6 separate regions of the Sus scrofa genome follow, and all the other regions are linked to region 1. Evidence: chromatin contacts called from public Hi-C and HiChIP or PLAC-seq data. All regions are on one chromosome and are shown on one strand. Each heading gives the region's core, a stretch centred on a gene start, on an enhancer-like site or on the middle of the called end of the contact. The rest is flanking DNA. Distances are from core to core; before and after follow the strand shown. Region 1 has its middle 15 kb from the start of SPRY2. Region 2 has its middle 320 kb from the start of NDFIP2. Region 3 has its middle 250 kb from the start of NDFIP2. Region 4 overlaps LOC110255835 (a long non-coding RNA gene). Region 5 overlaps LOC110255835 (a long non-coding RNA gene). Region 6 has its middle 210 kb from the start of NDFIP2.

Evidence for each region. Hi-C and Micro-C count contacts between places; a contact is called where the count stands out from the background. HiChIP or PLAC-seq counts read pairs in DNA pulled down with a chosen protein or histone mark.
Region 2: a contact with region 1 is called in a Hi-C map of embryonic fibroblasts, with 2.2 times the contacts expected there. The contact joins two enhancer-like sites. A contact is called at or near these places in 1 of 47 Hi-C or Micro-C datasets (embryonic fibroblasts) and 1 of 2 datasets of contacts at active chromatin or transcription factors (skeletal muscle).
Region 3: a contact with region 1 is called in a Hi-C map of epiblast stem cells, with 3 times the contacts expected there. The contact joins two enhancer-like sites. A contact is called at or near these places in 3 of 5 promoter capture datasets (fetal liver, fetal skeletal muscle and liver), 14 of 47 Hi-C or Micro-C datasets (brain, embryonic fibroblasts, epiblast stem cells and 8 more) and 1 of 2 datasets of contacts at active chromatin or transcription factors (skeletal muscle).
Region 4: an H3K27ac HiChIP or PLAC-seq map of skeletal muscle shows a contact between it and region 1, with 5 times the contacts expected there. The contact joins two enhancer-like sites. A contact is called at or near these places in 2 of 47 Hi-C or Micro-C datasets (epiblast stem cells and fetal skeletal muscle) and 1 of 2 datasets of contacts at active chromatin or transcription factors (skeletal muscle).
Region 5: a contact with region 1 is called in a Hi-C map of embryonic fibroblasts, with 4 times the contacts expected there. The contact joins two enhancer-like sites. A contact is called at or near these places in 7 of 47 Hi-C or Micro-C datasets (adipose tissue, brain, embryonic fibroblasts and 3 more) and 1 of 2 datasets of contacts at active chromatin or transcription factors (skeletal muscle).
Region 6: a contact with region 1 is called in an H3K27ac HiChIP or PLAC-seq map of skeletal muscle. The contact joins two enhancer-like sites. A contact is called at or near these places in 2 of 5 promoter capture datasets (fetal liver and fetal skeletal muscle), 1 of 47 Hi-C or Micro-C datasets (embryonic fibroblasts) and 1 of 2 datasets of contacts at active chromatin or transcription factors (skeletal muscle).

What each region holds. Positions count from the first base shown.
Region 1 is chr11:52,172,318-52,175,701 of Sscrofa11.1, reverse strand. No RefSeq gene overlaps it. Among named protein-coding and RNA genes, the nearest start is that of SPRY2, 15 kb to the right of the region's middle. Within about 2 kb of position 1,996, at least 67 of the 83 cell types and tissues checked have an H3K27ac peak or open chromatin away from gene starts, as enhancers often do. A contact at or near this core is called in embryonic fibroblasts, epiblast stem cells, fetal skeletal muscle and 1 more, where this site is marked.
Region 2 is chr11:51,811,855-51,815,719 of Sscrofa11.1, reverse strand. No RefSeq gene overlaps it. Among named protein-coding and RNA genes, the nearest start is that of NDFIP2, 320 kb to the right of the region's middle. Within about 2 kb of position 1,964, at least 13 of the 83 cell types and tissues checked have an H3K27ac peak or open chromatin away from gene starts, as enhancers often do. A contact at or near this core is called in embryonic fibroblasts and skeletal muscle, where this site is marked.
Region 3 is chr11:51,745,548-51,749,045 of Sscrofa11.1, reverse strand. No RefSeq gene overlaps it. Among named protein-coding and RNA genes, the nearest start is that of NDFIP2, 250 kb to the right of the region's middle. Within about 2 kb of position 1,650, at least 27 of the 83 cell types and tissues checked have an H3K27ac peak or open chromatin away from gene starts, as enhancers often do. A contact at or near this core is called in epiblast stem cells, fetal skeletal muscle and skeletal muscle, where this site is marked.
Region 4 is chr11:52,503,010-52,506,625 of Sscrofa11.1, reverse strand. The region is part of intron 2 of LOC110255835 (a long non-coding RNA gene); the gene reads left to right. Among named protein-coding and RNA genes, the nearest start is that of SPRY2, 350 kb to the right of the region's middle. Within about 2 kb of position 1,500, at least 11 of the 83 cell types and tissues checked have an H3K27ac peak or open chromatin away from gene starts, as enhancers often do. A contact at or near this core is called in fetal skeletal muscle and skeletal muscle, where this site is marked.
Region 5 is chr11:52,599,719-52,603,189 of Sscrofa11.1, reverse strand. The region is part of intron 2 of LOC110255835 (a long non-coding RNA gene); the gene reads left to right. Among named protein-coding and RNA genes, the nearest start is that of SPRY2, 440 kb to the right of the region's middle. Within about 2 kb of position 1,644, at least 4 of the 83 cell types and tissues checked have an H3K27ac peak or open chromatin away from gene starts, as enhancers often do. A contact at or near this core is called in embryonic fibroblasts, where this site is marked.
Region 6 is chr11:51,700,489-51,704,272 of Sscrofa11.1, reverse strand. No RefSeq gene overlaps it. Among named protein-coding and RNA genes, the nearest start is that of NDFIP2, 210 kb to the right of the region's middle. Within about 2 kb of position 1,617, at least 25 of the 83 cell types and tissues checked have an H3K27ac peak or open chromatin away from gene starts, as enhancers often do. A contact at or near this core is called in embryonic fibroblasts, fetal skeletal muscle and skeletal muscle, where this site is marked.

The DNA of each region.
Region 1 (3,384 bases), core at 747-3,246:
GAAGAAACATTTCTATAGAAACCACACCCACTGCTGAACTCACACTTGTATCAGGGGAGATATCTGTATATGTACAAAGTGTGTAAGTTTAATCGTGTAGCACGAAGATGGGTTTCTTTGTGCTATTATGGCATTGTCATTTACTGCAACTACAAAGGAAAAGAAATAGGAAAAGAAAAGAACAGAAATAGAAAAGAAGCCCACAGTGATCTAATTCTACTATAAATTAAATTTCATTATTATCCTCCTATAAACATACCTTTCATTACAAGTGCTTTATTACAAATGAATAATCTTGTCAACAAAATAAAGGAGAAAAATAAATTTATTGTACATATACAACTAAAATCCCAAAGCATAATTTATAACTTCTCATATAATGCTAAATTATAATCAACATCTTTTTTCATTGACTATAGAGTCGTCAAAATATCCTGTAACAAAAAAGATGTTTTACCTAATCTTAATATCTAATCTTAACATTACTGTTTAATTATACTTAAATTGATTGAAAGAGACCTTCATTAAAATCTGACAGACCTTCAAATACAGATTTTTTAAAATTCTAAGTGTCCACAAGTTGTGAAAAGCTAATCTCTAAGGTACACACTGAGAGATCGCAAAACAATTTTCATTTAGAATGGATTTCTGTTTGAAATACCAAGCATCTATAAAAATCAACAGCCATCATCATAGAAGGGAATTGTTTTGTGTTATTTATTTATACTTATATTTTTAATTATTGGTAAGGTCAATCAGAGGTTGGCAGATTTTTCCAGAATATTCAAGGAGGAAAAGACACACACAAAGAGAACACAAAGACAGGCGCAAAAAAAGGCATTTAAAAAAAAACCCAAAAGCCCAAAATAAACTTCTTTAAAATACCAGACTACTTCAGTTATGACACATGCACTAGCTTGGGGTTCCTAAATCAGCAGACTGAAGAAAAACTGCCTTGTCATCAGAATGCCAAAATATATAGCTCTCACGAGGAGCAGATACATGGAGCTATAGGTCTAAATCTAAACTCTCTCTGTGGAAGAGAACACACTTTAGCTGTGTAATAAGCTGAGCCCCTGCACCAAGACATGAGAAATTACACCAAAGCTCTTCTAATGACACGCCACTAAACCCGTTTTCCTTTCAAAGGGGAGGAGAGCACAGACAAGGGACAGTCACTGCAGCAAACAGAATGCAAAAATGAAAAGCTGAAATCAAAAGACCGATGAAAGCATAACATTAAAAAGAGAAGTGTTTAGCTGCTAAATCATCCAAATTGCTTTGCCAAATTTTGACATGCTTGATTTCCTGTAGTAAAAAATCTCCTCTCTTTTTTTTCCCCCTTTCTTTGAAAAAAAAAAAAAAAAAAGTGAGGAAAAATAACCAGCTGTTCCTTGTATAGTTCAGGAAACAAGTTTGATTTATTACTTGAAGGTTATTTTTGAATGAGCTGCTTGTGGCAGCCAGAGTGCAAGAAAAGTCACTGAGGCCTGTCCACTTGAAGGGCTCAAACTGTTTCCTGAACAGTCCTTCACTCCGCACCTCCAACGGCTATTATTGACAACGTGTGACTGGGGCCTTCCAGGATTTTAAAACAGCAGGGGTCCCGACCAAACAATCGGGCTGTCAATTACCTTTTCCCCTGTTGTGAAAAAGGGGCCCAGGACAATGCAACTTCCCAGCGGGACGCCCTGCAGCTCCCAGTCCGTAACCCACTCTTGGCCCCGTTCAGCATTCAAAACCCAGTAAAGGGTCGGTGCCTTCGCTTTTGTCTGTGTGTGTCAGCGCCAACCAGAGTGCCTGCAAGGTGGATGTCTCCACGGACGGAGTTTTAAGTTCTGGCGTGGGCAAGAGGGGCTGCCTGCATTGCTCTCTCTGGTGCTCGCGTTTGTTTTTTCGGTAAGATCCCAACGCACACAAAGAGCACGCACCCCACCCCCCGCCGCCCCTTCTGTAGGCACGTCCTCCGGGAACGCCCAGCCCTCTCCACCTAGACTGTGGCTTGAAAAACTTCCTGTGCGCATTGATGACTCGCTGTGAGGACTGTCCATCATCCCGCCCCTTTGTCCGGCAGTCACTTCCATTCGCATTTGACTGACTGAGGAAGCCTGAGTTATTTGTAAAGAACAACAAGGCTTTTCATTCATAATTTTCGTAGGGGGACAGGGTGCTAATGACTGAGCTTGAATAACTCGGGAATGCGGTATTCAAGGCAGGAAGAAGCCCAACCGACTGCCAAATGAGGGCAGAGAGGATGTAGGTGAAAAGTGCCCGGGTAAAAAGCCAAACAATGGCAGGAGGATTACACAGGTCTGCAAATCCAAAGCGAGGTTTTAAAAGGTGAGACCCTCCGAAAGATGGAAGCGGGAAGGAGGGCAGGGAGAGTCTAACAGGATTTCATTAGCGTTGGGATCAAGTTACATGGCAGAGTTTACAGAATCCGAAACCCATAAAGGGTCGACAGAGGAAGTGATCTTTTCTTCCACTGCTGGTTCTCCTACAAAAACAGAAAAAAAGTTAAAAAAAAAAAGTAAAACTGGTTCTCACTCTCTTTTGGTACCTTTCACAGGTTCAGACAAAGAGAGTTTGTTTTGCAGGGGTACTCAGCTTGGCAATCCAGTCTAGGTTCCAAAGAGCTTGCTTTACTTTCAGGTCTCTCGTCAATTTTATGTATATGCAGCGTAAACACAATGTATAATAATTTTATATACCTGCTGCTTCCAAGGGGGAGAAATTGCACAAATGTCAATTTCTGGCCTAATTTAACTATATAGATAAGTATTACAAATGTTTATTCTCTTGTTAAAACAATACAATTGTAGTCTGGTTTTTTAAATTAAGAAATTAAAAGTATCACATTGAATTTCTTAAGGCACAATTTTATACATTAGAGTATAGAAAATAATCCAGAATAACAATGTTGCACATTTTAATATAATACAGAATGATACAAGCTGCTTTAAAAAAAAACAATGTAACTCCATACATGAAGAATGTTTCAATCATTATTAGAAAATGTTTACTATGTCTTTTTGCTAAAGCATGTCAAGTAAAAGTTAACACATACTAATTTCGGAAGAATTCAGCAAAAATAAATTAGCAGGCAGTAGGATTCTAGTTCTATCTCTGTTGAGTCTACTAGCCCTCGTGGCCTTAGGAAGCACTTAGAGATACTGAGGTCCAAGGTCGAAGTTCAGATTCTGGGCCAGGGGTCTACTTAGCTCTAAGTCCTAAGTCACAAACTGATTCAACAAACATTCCTTAAAATTGAGGCACTAACTACCATCATTGTGTCATTAAAATCCATTATCTCATATCACTCTGACAACCATCCTCTTCTGACCAATGGGAAAACTGAGGTGCGGAGACTCTCCAGTACTTCCC
Region 2 (3,865 bases), core at 715-3,214, 360 kb after region 1:
TAGATCCAACTACCCTTAAAGTATGGAGAAGGGGGGGGCAGATGGGAAGGGGGGGGCTCAGTCATTTGTCCCATAATTTGTGAATAAGTAGAATCGATAAGATAAAACTTCAGCAAAGAATAACACATGAAAGGTACAGCGGATCAGGCTAAGTTCTTATAATTTAAACAACAGAAAAGACTTGAAGTCAGAAGCCGGGCTGATTTCTAATAATGATGTTAGAGAATCAAGGACCTACATAGGCGAGGGTGGTTATCAATGGGCTTTTGCAAGAATGAAAGCAGGATGATGTAAGAACCAAGATGTGATGGGGGGGAGCAGGGAGGAGGCTGCAAGGTCGTCGTTGGGTATGAAGTAGGTTGCACTTTTATGAGGAAGCAAGAATGTGAACAGTAGTAAGATCTCCAAACCTCCTTTGTAACAGAAACATGGAAGGGGATAAAATAACTTAGAAATTATCCAGTCAAAATGTCTCTGGTAGGCAAAACAGTGTCCCCCGCAAAAATGTCTACATTCTAATCCTCTGAACTTGTATGTATGCTACTTTACACGGCAAAAGGGACATGACAGATGTGATTATGAGATGGGGGAGTTTCCTTCATGGCTTCATGGTAACGAACCTGACTAGCATCCATGAGGATGCAGGCTCGAACCCCAGCCTCACTCAGTGGGTTGAAGGATCTGGCGTTGCCGTGGCCATGATGTAAGCCAGCAGCTGCAGCTCCTATTCAACCCCTAGCCTGGGAACCCCCATATGCCGTGGGTAAGGGCCTAAAAAAAGCAAAAAAAAAAAAAGAAGAAGAATATTCAGGTGGGACTCATACCCTTCATTATCCAGATGGGCCCAGTGTCACCACAGGGGCCTTAAAATAGGGAGGCAAGAATGCCAGCATAGGAGAGAGATTGGAAGATGCTATAAAGCTGCCAGCTCTGAAGACAGACAGGGCAAGGGGCCATGAGCCAAAGAATGCAGGCAACCTTCAGAAGCCAGAAAAGGCAAAAACAAACAAACAAAAACCAGACCCTCCTCCCTCAGGGGCCCCACAAGAAACACAGTCCTGCTGATACCTTGAGTTAAGCCTAGTGAGACATGTCACAGTAAAAGACTCTCATCATGAAGATGTGTTTTCTTTTTTACTTGTTGCAGAGGGGATAGTTGTAGAAATGAAAATATAAACTGATGTTTTAAAATTATTTGTAGAAGACTGAAGATTCAATGAAGACAGGAAATATGGACACAAGGATGGCCCCCAATAAAATTCAAATGGATTTTTTTACTCTTCAGGAATCTCCCGTCTCCCACCACATCGCTGGCTGCGACATGATCTTTATGTCACTGGCACTTGCCAGAGAGTCCAGCAAAGAGAAAGCTCACTAACATTTGTCGAGGCGGATACAAATAAAAAGAGCCTGTTCATATTTTTAGCTATATTAAATTATTTAATGTCTACTAAAACACTACAAGGTAAATACTAGCATGACCACTCATATTTTTTATATTTAAAAAAAAAAAAAAAAAAAAACCTGAGGTGCAGCTAGATTTGGGAACGTGCTAAAGGCAACAGAGCTGGGATATGAACTCAGGCGTTTGGAGACCAAAGCCTTACTACTGACTGCTGTGTGCTAGTCCTCTGAATCCTAGGCAGGATATCAAGCTCCTGCATAGCCGAGGAATTGAGTAACGACTCACAGCTAGGACGCAAATCACAAAGGGAGCCAAGAAAACCTGATTTCACTCTGCCTCGTTTCCTTTGAACAACACAGGTTTCTATGTGGGAAATAAATTCCTCCACTATCATGTGGTTTAAAATTGCAGAAGTGTTTTTAAAAACATGCAGCTTAAAATGGTAGCCGTTGGTTGCTGCTGTTGTTGTTTTTCCCTGACCCTTTAGGCCTGGAAGGTTGGGAAGGATTTTCCCACACAAGTGAATTCTAGGTCGAGGCTCTGAGTCACGAAAGAAAGCAGCTAGAAATGTCCGTGGAACTGGGGCTGTGTGCCAAACCCTCATCCGGCTGTGTGACAAGAACTGACTTCTTTCCTCTGTGACTATGACTTCAAGACTGTTTTTCCAATTTTTCACAACTTGTTTTTCTTATTATGGAAAACATTACCCTTCTTCTGGGCTATAGGAAGACCGTTTCAATGTGAAAGATTTATCCCACTGGGGGGTGGGGGTTCTGTGACCCAACTTGACATTGGGGTGATGTCACCTGCTTGGGTAGACCCGTGCTCCTGAGAACAGGCTGTCAAAGTCACCGTGTCATGATGGTGCCACCAAGGACATCATTTTTTTCCCACCAAAGGATCACCATCTTGAGAACCCTGGGCACAATCCTTTCTGGTTCTAGAATTAAGAACATTTCTGCTTAAACTATTGATCTGCTTATTTATTATGCACTTTTGGGAGATTGTGGTTGCTTTTTAAGGGGAAGTTAAATCTTAAATCAGAAGAATGAGGCTGGGAAGTTGGAACCTCACTTAATTCATGAGCAGGAAATCAAATTGGGGGGGACTCCCTTTATATCTCTTAAGTAAACGTAGCTCTGTCACATAGAATGCTATATCTCAGAAAAGTGACGTCATTACATAATATAACCACCCCCCCACAATAAGCTAGCCACATCGCACAAACACAGGTAACAGAAGGACAACCACTCTGTCAGACATTTATTTTGTAAGCTTTCTTCAAAAACCAAAAGAGGATAATGGATTTTGGAGTTGGAATTTTCTAGTCTGTCTTAGTCCCCACTCTATGAAGCTATAGCCATTGATTCTGTCACTAGATCTGGAGAAGACTTCACTTTTGTATTCTGAGTTTACTAAACTTCTTAATCTCATTTCGAAGACAACAGCAAACAAATCAAGCTGGCCAGTGTGAATGGAAATCTAAATTATTTCAGGTTTTTGAAGGATCTATGCTACTATATAAATTTGTAGTAAAGTGGAATTCTGTACAGCAGAAAATTTCATACCTTGCAGGAATTCATACATGTGCACAAAGAGCGATGTATGGAAAACAAACGGAAACAGTTTCCACTGTGGCACAGTGGGTTAAGAATCCAACTGCAGAAACTCAGGTCATATGAGGTTCAGGTTCAATCCCTGGCCCAGTGCAGCAAGTTAAAGGATCCAGGGTTGCTGCAGCTGCAGCGTAGATTCAATTCCTGACTAAGGGACTTCCATATGTTGCAGGTACAGCCATGAGGGAAAAAAGAAAGAAAGAAAGAAAACAAACTGAAAACAACCTAAATACTGTGGACTGTGAAACTAGATAAATCTATTGTGGGTCATCCAAAAAATGGAATATTATGCAGCAGTGAAGAATTGTTCACAGCTACATACATCAGTGTGGATGAATTTCAGAATCACAAAGATGAGTGAAAAAACTGTCACAAAGAATATATTCTATAGGATACTTCTTGTATAAAGGCCAAAATTAACCAAAAATTTTAAAGAATGGGTATAAATGTATCTCATAAAATGATAATCAAGAAGTACAAAATGCTTGTTTCTGAGCAATAAAGACACACCGAGATGGAGAGGCACTAGGAGATTTCATCCACATTGGTAATACATCACTTCTCCTGGAGGCTGAGAATCTCCTCATGGCTTAGCTGTTTTTCTGGGTTTTTCCTTTCTCCCTCATCTGAGTTATAGTTCTCTGTCTTTTCATTTTTATAGGTTTTTGGTGTGGTGACCTTTTTACAGATAATAGAGTTTAGCCTTTCTTACTTCTGGTGTCTGCCCCCCTTGTGGCTGAAGTCGTATGGGGGCTTGCTGTAGGGCTTCCTGATGGGAGGGGCTAATGCCTGCCCACCGGTGGGTGGAGCCTATTCTAATCCCTCCGGTGGGTGGGGCTTAGTC
Region 3 (3,498 bases), core at 401-2,900, 430 kb after region 1:
TTATGTGTGTACAAACCCATATAATCCTCTCAATACCCTATGAACTAAGGACTATTAATTCACCCCTATTTAACAGACTAGTAAGTCTTAGTGAGGCATAAAAAAACTTAAGTTACTTAATCGAGGTCTGCCTTGCTGTTAGGTGGCAGAATGGGAAGCTGCTCCCAAGGCGTCTGTTTCTAGAGCCTGGGCATCTTCCTGCCCATCAGACATGAGCGTGACCCAGCACAACTGTGATGGAAAAACCAAGCCAAATGGAAATGTCTGAATGGCCCTCAGGAGGAAGTTTCTATCTCTACCGTATCGTCAAGAACATAAACTTTCAGGGGTGGTTGGTATATTTTTCTCTTTCTCTGGAACGTGAAAAGTGAAAGGAAAAAAAAAAAATGTGGAGAAGGTAGAACTGGAAAATTCAGTGTATTCAAGAGACATTTTCTGACAAGAAAGGAGTTAATTGGCAACAATTTTAAAATAAGTTTACATGCATTTTATCTAATTAACCATTTTAGAGTAACAACCTGAATCATTCAGCGTAGTTTTATGATGAGTGATAGACAAATGTAAATAAATCTAAATTATTGAAAAGAAAAAAGTATTAGTACAGGTAGTATAATAATTATGAGTCTAATGTACAGAGGATGACAGCAAAAAAATTCAGTATTCTTTGAGTGGCAGTCAACTAACCTCACTTGTAACATTAGCATCTTTTTTCATTTAGTTTCTTTCTTTAACATGAAGTGACTTCATTTTCTTTATGAATGAAAAACTGATTTTGAACCACTGCTTACCTATCCTCAAAAAATACACTTATAAGCTTGAACACAGACACTCAAGATTTGGAGACATCCAACCACTGCCTGAGACACTCTAATTGACATCTGTACTTTGAGCTCCTCTGATAAATACAGTGATAACATTTCGCAGTCAATGTAGGGGCATGGTCCTCTATAGCCTACATTTCAATGAATGGCAAATAAATTTGATTAAAATAGACATTTAAAATTACTGTAATCAATAAGAACATATGTGGAATATCCCACTTCATTTTATGAGCTGTCTTTACACAACTGAAATGACTGTTTTGTTCTTAAATATTCTACATGAAACCATCACAGTTTGATTCCTAAACCAAAGACGCTCAGAATAATCTTACATATTTATGGGACAGTTTTACAGGTTGACTTGTTTCTGAAAAATAATACGGTAGCATGAAAAGCGGACACGGATTCAGGCAGGCACATTTTTATTGTACATACGACTTCTTCCAGTGAGTGTGTATATCAAGTTTAAGGCCTCTGGTGAATGTTCTCATGTGTATAAATAGGAAGGCACATTATTGAAGAGAATAAGGTTTTTCAAACCTAAGGATTCAAGAGCCTTCAAGTCCAAAAATCATTCTGGGTTGTCAACAAGTCTAGAGTCTGATCCATGTCGGTAGCGAACCTTATATCCCATAAAGAGAGTAAATAGACGTGTGAATTCAGACCCACAGGCACGCACCGATACCCCAGCCCGATGTGGAGATAGGCAATCCTTTATGTCTGTTCTGACTTTGGCTTTTGCAGCTGCTGTTTTCTCAGTGTTGTCTCCGGGGCAGTTTCCTGTTGCCATAGCTGATGGCCTGCCCACGCCTGCCTGGGCCTTTCAAGTGTCAACACTCCCAGGCCTGCTGCAGTGGTCAAATGCTTGTTAATGAGATATAGCAGCTGGGTAGGGGAGAACCACTGAGACGGATAAAGGAATGCCTCTGGTGCAGGAAGCGATGCCTTTTGAATCTTTTCAGCGGGGTGAAAGCTTTCAAATCAAAGAGGGTATGTTGTATTCATTAATAAACCCGAGTTCCCATGCAGTCACATTAAAGCCAGCAGTTTAACTTTGCATCAGACAGGTGAATGCCCCACCCCCCACCCCCGGATTTTACCCTGAAAGACAATGAACAAGAAAACAAGGCTTTGGCTTGGAACAAAGCAGCACTTCCTCATCTGTGGGGCTGACCAGACTGTTAGACAAGCAGGGGTTGCTGCATTCTTTTTCAACTTATCCTTTTGTCCGTGTGTGTGTGTGTGTGTGTGTGTGTGTGTGTGTGTGTCACACACACGCGTGCATGTTTCAAAGCTCAGAGCAACCACTCCTGCTCCCTTCTCCGCAGTCCTTCAGCAAGAGCATTTCTTTTCTTTTCTTTTCTTTTTTTTCTCTTTCTTTTAAAACCTGACTTTCAAAAGCAGAATTAACAGCTACGTGTGAGGGAAAAGATACCCAGGCATGGATGTGGGTCGTATCACCTTTATCTCAGGAGGAAACTATCTGCCCACCCCCAGCCTCCAACCCCCATCCCAACCCGTCTATGAGATGGTTTCTCAAGGGGGCCATGGAAGTTGGCAGCATCCTAAGACAGCTTCAACAGCTGGGAGAAGCCAGAAGGGAAAGAAAAAGATACTTGAAAGCATCTAACTGGGAAAGGTCTAAAGATAGTGTTGAAGAAAATATTATTATTCTTTTAAGGGCATTGACTCAAAAATCAGACTCATAAGGAAAGCAAATAGTCCATGCTAAATAGATCAAAGATGGATCCTCTGCTTTAGGGTTGTTTGAGACCGTTCAGAATGAATGACACCAGTTTTGAAATGGGAATGTGTAACTTGAACCAGCAGAGATAGAGAAATATTCTTGCATCTCCCTTTTTTTTCAACAGTCTTATAAATCAGCTAACAATTCACCAGAGCTATCTGAACACCACAATGCAAAGGCTGTACCTATGTATTATCCTGATGGCATTTGTAACTGCAAAGAAGACTAGCTCTCCCAGGAAACAAACAGAGGGGGAGAGATGCATTCTTCAAAGTACTACAGTTTTTTAAATAGCCACAAATTGATTTTAGGCTTCAATTTTTATAAGGAGGTCTTTAGCCCATATGAGAAGAGAAACAGTAATCCCCTTTATTGGATGCAGGTACCAAGCTAGATAGACACTTTTTTTAAAGGTATGTATTAAAATGTAAATAGATAGGTAGATAGATAATACTGTGAGTAATTCTATGAAACCTTTTTTTACTCATTAGGACCTTAAGTTGTGGAGAGTTTATATCAACTACCCAAGGCCATAATTGATAGATAAATTTTAAAAGAACACTCTTTACTGAGCTTGCACTTGTTATTGTGCCAAATTGCCTCCCTGGTTGGGCTGGTTTTGGCTGCATTGCTCTGACCTATCAGGTACTGTCTGATAAAAAGAAAAAAAAAAAAAAAGAAGAAACTGACCAATCCAGAATATCCAGTGCTGTATCTGCATGCATCTGTGAGTGTGTGTTGCGTATACATGTGTATATTTGTGGTAGGGTATGGGGGTACATTATTAATAAATAACCCAGATCCTAAAGAAAAATGCAGTAAAATGATGGAGCCTGTATTTCCATTAGATTTAGCCTAGAGGTGACTGAGGGTTATGTTATATTTATATTTCATAATTTAAAAAGCATCTCAGGGCTGTGTATCCTGAAG
Region 4 (3,616 bases), core at 251-2,750, 330 kb before region 1:
AAGCTTTTCAAAATAATTTAATGATTCACATCATAATCCTTGAGGTTGGTGTCTATCCATCTTCCTAAACCATATCATTTATGAGAACGGAGACCATACTTCAATCACCTTGAAATCTCTCTAGGAACCCAATACTTTACTCATTAAAGGACTTGTCAATATACATGCGTTGCATTCAGTTGTATTTACCACTTTCTATTTATTTTAAGGCACAGCGTGATAAGCTTGAGGTTTCTAAAGTGACCCATGTCATGTATTGGAGATGTTTTCCACTAACACTGAAACTTCAAAATAAAATGAAAGAAAAAATAATGAAATTAAATTTGAAAATAAAATAAAAAGCAGAGTAGACACTAACAAAACAAGGGGACTTTTACGACTGGAAGGATTTACACGAAAAGGCAGTGGTCTCTGTGGGCCTCTTGGAAATATGCAGCTGTACTGCTGGCTGCAGTCTCTAGTTCAAGAGATATTTTCTGAGTCTGTTGTTGTTATTAATTTGTGGAGAAGAGGTCTCCGTAGAGGAAAAAAATCCAAGATTTTTGTTTCCTTTTCCATCACTCACAGTCACTGTAATGTCAACACCATTTAGGTCAAATTTCAGGCATTCAAAATGTGCAGCTTCGTCCAGCTGCAAGAGCTAAAACTCTTCTAGAGCACTGCAGCCTGACCCATAAAACATGTCTAAGGGTGTTAGTAACAATTAACAGGTGTGTACCTTCCCCAGCCCGTTTTCATAGGACATGAAATATATAAAGTAGTACACGTGGATGATTTCATGAGAATTACGTATAAGCAAATCTGTATCTGTTTTTAGTAATGGATCCCAAATAATTGAAATTATTGAGCCATAGTAAATTAAACCAAGTAAATATATAGGTTACAAAAAGGCACCGCAGCCCCCATGGTAGTCAGTGTGCACCTTGGAAAAGGTCATGGGCTCTGCTGCCCAAGAGTCTGTCCCCAAATCTCTTCTCTTCCATTAGCAGGAGGATTAAAATCCTCTCCAAGCTACCTAATTTATCTTTTTCTTCATATATAAAGTGGAGAAAATAATGCAAGTGATGGATGGTGTTAGTGTGAGAATTCAACATGGAAACAGATATCTGTTTTAGCCCAAGATGAGCAATCATGCAATGGTAGCGGTCATTTTTTAAAACATTATTTTATTATCATTAAACCACAGTCAGACTTCTATCCTTCCACTTCATGTCATCTGGTCTTCTGTCTCCATCTTCATCATGCTCTCTAGCAGCTAATCTATTCACTCCTCTTCTTGGCTGTGAGCCACACCCTTCCTCTGCACTCTGCCAAAACCCACAAAATTAATCAGGTCCATAATGCACTCACAACCTGCCTAAGTCTGCCTCTTCTTTATTCTTCTGTTAGTTCCACTTTACCAATGCCCACATTTCAGTAACCCCTATTGCCCAATGCCTCTTCCCATGTTCATAGACCAAAGCAAGTCGCTAAACAATAGTGACCGAGTCAACTGACCCCAGCTGGGCTCTCGTTGTATCTCAGCAGTTCTTTTATTTACCACTTGTTGACTCCCTGGTGCATTCCTCACCGCAGCTGTTCCAAATATTTCCGCTCTGCTCAAGTCCCTAATCCCAGCCCTCCTCCCTCCCTCTTTGCACATAACCTCACCTCCTACTGAGAAAATTGAAACCATCCCAACCTAAGTTTACACCATTGCTCTCCTCTTCTACTTAAAAAATCTGCACCTCTCTCCCTCGTTGCTTTTGCACTGACTTGAGGAACAGTGTCCTTTGCAGGGAAGCATCATGTTCTGGTGGAGTGCTTTGGGTTTGAAGTCAGACAGACCAAGTTAGATACTCTATGTTGACATGGTAAGACATTGACAAAAAAACTTTTCAGTTTCACACTGTCAATGTCATCGTCTCTAAAGTGGAGATAATAATTTCTACTTCATAAGGAGGTAAAGGATGATTAACAGACTTTTGGCAGATAGTAAACATTTAACAAATTGCAGCTATTATTATTATTTTAAAAGCCGAAACTCTTAACCTGCATTCTGAGCCTATCTATCCTAATATTTATGATGATAATGAGGATAAAGATGATGATGAAAAGGGTAAATAATTGTCTCCATGCCTTTCCTATTAAGTTAGTTGCTCAATTATCTCTCTTTTTTCTTAATTCTTTAACTCAATCCAGTTCATCGGTCAAGTTCTTTTTCTTTAAAAGAAAAATAAAAGACTATCTTCGTTTTAAGCTAAAACCCCATGCCCTAACTTTTGACCAGTATCCTTGAGAAAATTGTTACCCTACCTACCTTGTCCAAATACTTCTTAAAACTCTTCAATATAACTTTTCCCCTATTTAAACTGTCCTTAAAAGCACTGTTGAATGAATGTATGCTCGCCCAGTGCAATTTCTTCAGTCTCCAGTCTCAAACGCTCTTGTATCTCTTACTGTCACTTACCCACATCCTTCTCTGATTTCTGCAACTTTATATAAACCTCATCTCTTCTTCTTTCCCATGTTCTTTACTTGCTATTAATATTCGTTCTCTTACCAAAATGTAGCCATTTTTTAAGTTAAGTCCTTGGCTTTATTGCTGTCTTTTCTCTGAGCAACCTCATTAATTCCCATAGTTTCTCAGAGTGGATTCTCACACTTTAGAAATTTTGTATCTCTGCAATGAGCTTTATCTCTTACCAATATAAAAGTCCCTGTAACCTATTGTCAGTTTGGTATTAACCTGTTGTCTTTTTTTTTTTGCTTTTTAGCTGCATAATTCTAATTGTCTCTCAATATGTACACCTAAAAGGCCTATCAAAATTAAAATTGAGCATAAAAACATGGTTTTTATCTTATTTCAGAGAAAACGGCTCTTCCTTGGAGTTCCTTATTTCTATTCAGTAATCATTTTGTAGTCCAAGTCACCCACACCTGAAATAGTAAAGATATTAAATCAGCAACAATACGCATTGATCCCTACTCTGTGACAGATCTGGATACATAGCTGTGAGAAGAAAAAAGAGGTTCCTGAATTCTTAAAGTGCACTATGAAGGCACACACAGAGCCACTAATCCAAGTGGTATCAATATCAAAAAGGGAGTGCACAAGTTGCAATGAAAATTGTATATAACGATGAGACAGTTATTCTGAAGAGCTAGTAAAAAGGTGTCATTGAAAGTTACCTGAAAGAAGAGTAATGCATGCTAGGGATACAGAGGAAGCCCAAGAACACAGGCAGAAAGAAGTATCTTGGTGTAAGAACAAGAGTGGGGAACTGAAGAACTAGTAGAGAGTAGTTTAAAAGGAAGTATGCAGAAATACAACCTTCCAGAGTTTCTAAGCCATGTTAAACTTCAACATTTATTCTAAAAGGCAAGGGAAGTCATTTGAGACTTCTAAGTGAAGGACTAAGAAGACTCCATATTTATTTTTTGCTTCTCTTTTTTATCTTTTCAGTTTTATTAAAATATAATTGACATATAACACTGAGTATAAGGGGTACAAGGTGTTGATTCTGCACACGTATATTTGCAATATGATTACAACATAACATTAGCACTTCACTTCAATCACATCTCGTAATTACCATTTCTTCTTTTGTGGTGAGAGTATTTAAGACCTACTCTC
Region 5 (3,471 bases), core at 395-2,894, 430 kb before region 1:
TAACATCATATTTTTCATTTTATTTCCTCTTGCTGATAGTCTCAGATTTGAAATTATAAAAACAAAAGAGAGGCAGCCTCTATGGTGAGCCTTGTTTTAGGAATTCCTTACCTAATTTCATTTGGCAGAATTAATTCTACTCCTATACAGAGCTACCCAGAGGCTATCCCTCTCTTTCTAGGCTTTCTTAAATGATGGGTTTCCTTGGAGAAGGGGTATGAGACAGTTATTGGGAGGTTACCTCAACAGTTGAGCCGTTTAATAAAAGCGCATACAATTTTCAACTGTTCATGCATAGTTTAATTTTACAAATGCATAGGAACTTCACTCCCAAACTGACTGACTCATTTAAATATAATTCACAAAACTTTATTGAATAGTATTTTTTGAAGCAATAGCAATTATGTATCCAGTTAGCCTCCATTCATTTCTGAACTCAAGTAGAATAATTCATGCTATAAATGACAAAGAGAGGCACGTATAATTTACAACATAGCGCAGTAAGTCACTCACTCTGAAATGAAAGGTATGGTAGTTTCTAGCAAACTTTTTTTCTTTTTTGCTAGAAACATTTTTAGCACATATCTAATCAATTTGAATTTCCTACTCATAGCACTTTGCTAGCATTCATTAAAACAGTGAACCTCATTTGGGCTCTATAGTTTATTTTCTAGGTATGCTGTGGTCTCTGTTTTAGAAAAGAATTGTAATTTTCATTCTTAATCGTGAATGTATAATTGACTACAGGAGGCTGTTGCCAGTCCAGAGAACTCTATAAGCTATAACAGAGACAGGGCCAACTTACTAACCCCTGTGAGCACTTACAATTGTTGGCAAGATCTAATCTGTACAATCATATATTCATTTGCCGAACTATATTTTTGATGCGCTTAGACTCATCTGAAAAACAGGTTGGTTGTTTTTTGCTAATGATGTTCTTTATAGCTTCTACCCAAATGGAATAATGATCATAAAACAAAAGCAAAAATCAATCTGCCTTTATCCAATCATTGCTTGGAAATAATATTCCTAGAACACAATAGATGTTTACTTATTCCTCAAATAAATGGGGTAAAGTAGATTTTCCTATAATCAATGTCCTTAGGGTTATAACAGGAATTCAGAGCAGTGATACTCTAATGAAGTCTTTCTGGCATCCCCATTATCTAAATCCTCTTGGATGGAACCAGAAATAATGATTTTAGAACTTTAATAAAAGGATAGATTGTATAAAAACAGCCAATCCTACCGTAGATTTAAGGGCCACTCATATTATTTATTTGAATTTTCACAATAAAACCCCACTAGATAGGAAACAAGAAAGGTATGGAAACGAAGGCTTGTAAGACAAAGTAATTTCTCAAGGTTATGCTACCAGTGAGTCATATAACCGGTGAGTCACATAACTCATTCCTGAGTACTATTAAGCCTTGACCACGTATGTCATTGACTGAAGAACAAGTCTCCTCTCCCTTCTTGTGGTAAACATGTATGTATCGGTCCCTAAAAATATTTAAAATATCCACTACTTTTAAAAAGTATATTCCACATCCAAAATACCGGTTGAAAAATACAGCATCTCAAATGGCATTTTGTCTTCATCCCAGACTGTTGCTTATGACAGTGATAGAAATTCAGCACTGAGGCTCAAGACAAGATGCACCAGCCAATTAAGACGATGATGTTACTCAGGTTATTACGATAGAGAGACTTCTTTTCATGCATAAAGAGTGTCTCACAAAAGGAGGTTGAAAACCTGGGGATTTATAACACGAGACAATCACGAGTGAGGAGTCAGAGCTGGCTTTTTCTTGCTGCCTCACACAAGTGACCCCTCCTATCTCTGGTTCTTTGCATTATCATCACTGGTTTCATCTCAGGTCATTGTGACAGCAGCCGTATTGGATGTTTTCATACAAACTCTTTCTCCATGTTGACGCTGCTGGCACGCATTGCCATTGACCCTTCCCCTCAACCGTAGCCTTTCTTCTGCACTGGTTTTGTGGCCTCAAACTGAAAAGACTCCCTGTGTATTTCCAAGTAGAGAGCCTTATTCTGCTTAGTTCTATGAAAAATCTCTTTCTTTCTTCTGTTGTTCTCTATAATGTAATGGGAATGGCCTGAAAATTAAGTCTATACAAATGACTTAAGTACTTTCTATTTTACTCATGATTAGTGGAAATCTTAGTTAGACCTAATTTCTAAGGCAAATGCATATGCACAAAACAGCCACATACATATGTGTGTGTGTGTGTGTGTGTATAAATATATGTATTGGTGACAATCCTAAAACCTCTCTCAGGGATCAGAACACACACACACAAAGAAATAAATGGGTAGTATAGTTACATGGTGGATAAATAGGGCCCGCAAACAAATCATAGCATTGTAAGTATAATTTTAAGAATAAGTCACCCAATACCATATGATACTGATTTATTTTTCAATCTGGAGACTTTCTCTCATTCTGATCTAATCGTATTTGCTATTTCAGTTGCTCATGTCCCAGTAAGCATCTCTGTTCATTGTGTTGGGTAAACACAACAGATCAAGCCTGTCCTGTATCTAAATCCAGACAGATACCTACTTCACATAAATCTCTTCTCTAGAAACACAGAAGAGGGAGGTTCTTTAAAATGTCTTATTAGTCATTAATATGCAAAGTGAAATGTACTTTTTTAGCAAAGTGAAATGTACTTTTAATACCTATAATGTGATATTAAATTTTAAAAAAATACTAAACAAAGTGAGACTCTAGGAGTACTGCTCCTTGGCAAAAATAAACCTCATTTTAATCTGAAAACACAGCAATGTCAGGTGCAACGGCCCATTCTGAAACTAATTTATCCTCTTTTCCAGCTATTAAAACATCCCCCCAACTTCTCCTCCTGAAAATAATACATGACAAAGTTTCTTTCTTATCTAATTGTAAATGGAAAGTCCATTCATCACCCAGGTGTGAGAAGGCTTGGCCCTAAAGTGACAGATCTTAAAGCATCTAGGAGTTTGCACTGCGGGTCTCTTTCCTGTCATTGCCCCCTAGGGATCTTGCTCAACACCAGGTGGAAGAAGCGTCAGCTGTTGCACAGAGCCTGGGGAATCGCTGCTCTTCCTTTCCATGCAAATATTTTTTACTGATCCCACTTTTATGAAGAATACCAGATGCTGGTAGCTATGACCTTGGAAAAAGTTGCATTGCTGGTTAAAATAAATATATTCATATATACACACATACACATACATACACTAAAGGACAGACAACTTAGAGGATAGAAAAAGAGAAAGCAAGAAATAGAGAGAAAGAAGAAAAAAGAGATTATGAAAAATAGAGAGATGGAAGAAGAAAAATGGGAAAGCAGGGACATTTTGCAAAAGGCTGTCATACTGCTCTACCATTTTCTCCTCAGAATTACAACTGCCTATGTTTTCCAACCTTTTATAACATGGTAACTTTTAAACTTTACTTAGAGA
Region 6 (3,784 bases), core at 368-2,867, 470 kb after region 1:
GGTATTTTAAAGACTGTTTAGACCAAAGGGATAATGAATTGTGAACCCCTAGTCTTACTACTCTGCTGTCACTTTCCTAATTATTTTTGGTTTCACGGTCTCCCATGTCTCGGGTAATTGTTGGATAATTTCTCCCTTTTTTCTGGTACATTTAGAGTTCAGTTTGAGTGCACACCATCCCTTTCCCCCTGGAAGGAATAACAAGAATGTTCATGTCTTGTTTTAACAAGTGGATGAGCTGCCCCAACTTCAGAGTCAGAACTTCGCACTATAAAAAGGGGACCATTATGTTTAACTTTTTGCCCTGTGAGAAAAGCAGGATATGTCAAGCCTCTACTTAAAAGTTTTTTCTTTTATCCTTACGAGTCCCTCTCATGAGCTAATTTCTTTCGTAGACTATGTAAGCCCCTTAAAGAGCAGTACTGTTCCCTGACAAACACACTGGCACGCAGTTAATCATTAATTTTGCATGGTCCACATCTGCTGTCTGCAGGACTGAATATTGTTTGCGAGACTTCCTCCCATTAGTATAAATGCTGCTGTGTGAGGGGCAGTGTGAGATCTTTATCTGAGCTATTATCAGCAGTCCAGACAGAGTATCATGCCTCCCCTTAAGTCCAAGTTACAGAGTTCACAGGGCTTAAACCTACATGAAAACAGTAGTATTTTTTTTATGGCAAAACAACAGCTGCAGAGGCAGACTCAGCAACACACCCCGGCTGAGTATGTGCAGATACTGAAAACAGGTGCACCTCCCCACGAAAACTGTTGTGTGCGGTAAAATCTTTTTTTTTTTTTTAAGCATAATATTCATTTCTTCATCAGATCAAGGTCTAAATAAAGTATGGGAAGCACATGAAGGACCTCAGAAACATGATTAGCTGAAATACTGACTTTAAAAAAAAAAAAAAAAAAAAAAGCCGTAAAGGTAGAACTTAAAATGCCAGAGCCAGATTACTTTTCTTTTACTGCTGGTGAATACGCTACCTAATGAAAGTCTAAGGAGGCAGCCAGCCGTGCACATAATAAAAGTGACTTTTTAATGGCAAACAAATTAAATTATATCATCTCTCTTCGCTCTCTCTCTCTCCTGGACTTGGTCTAGGGCTCCAGCTTTCTACCACTGGGGGAAAAGTTGAAATTAGGCTTTGTGTGGGTGGAGGAGAGGCAGATTTGAACGTGATCCTGTCCAAATAATCTCTTGCAGCCTCGCTCTAGGGTGGTACGTGAAGGCTGGAAAGAGTGAGCCTCCCAGCCCCCGGCGCAGGGGCAACACCTCGTGGCCGCGCTGCCAGGAAGGCTGCAAAGGCAGTGCCCAATAAATGTCAACGTTGTGTGGCTCGTTCAACTTGAAAGCGACTTGCACAAATTTACTTGGAAATTAACACTGCAGTCATACAGAAGGGGGGGAAAGGAACGTGTGTTGTTTCCAGACATAATTGAGATTGAACTCCAACCAATTCCGAAACAAGCGTTACTTTCCGCAGCCCCGGAGAAGCCAGCTGGCCCCGGGCGGAGGGGAAGTATTGCAATCGTGGGGGCACAAAGCGCTCTGTGTGCAGCTCGCAGAGAGGAGCGGCCCTGCCCTTGGGGCTGGCCATTCATCTTTGTGTGTCCTCGTGGCAGAGGTGGTGTGAGGAGGTGTACACAGCCCCTCCAGCCCCTGTGCTGGGGTCTAGGCGGCCCCCCAACACCAGCCACGTGGAGGCATTGCTGACCCAGCAAAGGGCCCCAAGATCACTTTTCAAACTGCTGCACCAACGTGCTGGGGCTGGTGTTGGGAGGCTGCCTAGACCCCAGCACAGGGGCTGGAGGGGCTGTGTACACCTCCACAGATCCTGTCCCCCAAGAGCTCTGAGTAGTTCCCTGCTTTCTGTGGAGCCTGCCTGTGTCCCCAGCCTCTTAGTAGGTCAGCAGTGGCTCTTTGAGAAAAGGAGAAAGGACCTCCAGGGACATGATTCAACCCCATCAGAATGCTGACATGGGCAGGCTCTCCTTGAAGCCCAGCCACGCTTAGCAGCCTAGATTGGAGACTGAGAATTCTCAAGTTATGTAAACGTGGAGTAAAAATAACAATTCTGCTGCTACCTTTTATTATAGAAGTTTCACATTTGGTCTTTTGCAACTCAAACCACCCCCACCCCACCCCCGGGGGATGTGAGGGTGACTGTATTGCTGATTCCCTGGCTTAAGACCTCCCCCCTTGGGTTTTTATTTTTAGCAGGCCTTTGATCCAGGGTAAAACAAGTTATGATGAATGGAATCATTTACAGAAATAATTGTCCTAGGTAGCTTGGCAATATTTTGAAGCTCTAACATTCTTAGTGGTATAGATTTTTCTTTGGATTTGTTTTTAAGAGAGGTTGTACAAGTTCCCAGCAAGGGATTGAAGGGTTTTAGTTATTCTGCTACCATGAGGCCCCCACTCCCACCCCACCAGCAATTCCACTGGCAAAAGAAGGAGCTGAATTTTACTACTGAATGAACTGTCGAAAAGAGAATTGATACCAATTCTGGTGTTCTGAATGTATTTTGCTAAGATGTCTACCTGTTGATAAAACATTTACAAATGTAGGTAGAGGTGGGTAGTCGCTGAAGCATGTATGTCTGCCAAAATAGGAGCAGCAAGGGGTCTGGGTTAGGACGGGCAAAGGAGGCATTAAATCATCTTCCATTTAGCCAAGGGAGATGGGTGGTCAGAGGCAAGTCAACATTCACGAGGTGGTGCAGTCAAGAGAGTCCAGGAAGCAGAGAAGGTGGCCTTTTCCAGCAAACCCATCTGCTTTCCAAGCCAGCGCTGCCAGCGGGAACCCCGAACACACTGTCTGACTCTCTAAATCTTATTGCCTGCATTTTATAACCACCTGTGCATGTGTTGTGCTGACCAAATGAAACAGTGGCTTCCCGAAAGTTAATATCTGATGTTGGGTAGAAGAACGAATCTCAAACCAGGCAGGTGAAGCAAAGAGGAGCATAGCCAAGCTCCGAAACACGTCAGCAACTAACCCTCCAGAAGTTGAGGAAGTTCCCTTGGGGCACAGCAGTTTAAGGATCCACCTTTGCCCACAGAGCTGTGGTGCAGGTCCCAACTGCGGTGCAGGTTCGATTCCACATGCGGAGGTGTGGCCACAAAAAAAAAAAAAAAAAAGTTGAGGGACTGCAGTGACAAAGAACAAAAGCAAAGTTGCCAGAAGCTATAAAAATACCCAGGCAGTTGGGGATCAAATGGTGGACTTGGTGACCAAGACGCAGAGCAATTCCAAACCCCGGAGATCAAGTACAGACAAGCCTTCAGGCATAAGGCCAAAAGGCCATGGCACGCAAAGCTAGCTCTGTCCTCATCCTAACAGGGCAGGGAATGACTGGCAGTGAGGAATGAATCGAACCCATGTGGCTTCGTACCAGCAAAGGCAAAAGGAACGTAGATAAAGGACAGGAATATTCCAAAGATATTTATCATCTATCACTCATTCTCTAGGTATGTCATCCAGTCTTAAGGCTTCATAGTAGTTTTCTATGGCTGCTGTAACAAATGACCACAAACTTATTGGCTTAAGTCAACACAAATGTATTACCTTAAAGTTGTTGAGGTTAGAAGGCTCATTGGGCTAAAAGCAAGGTGTCAACTGGCTAGGTTTCTGCTAGAGGCTCTAGGGGGAAATCTCTTCCCTTGCCTTTCCTATCTTCTAGACGATGCTTACATTCCTTGGCTTGTGGTCCCTTCCTTCATCTTCAAATCATAGCAGCTTAGTATCTTCAAGTTTTCCTCTCCCTCTCTTTCTTC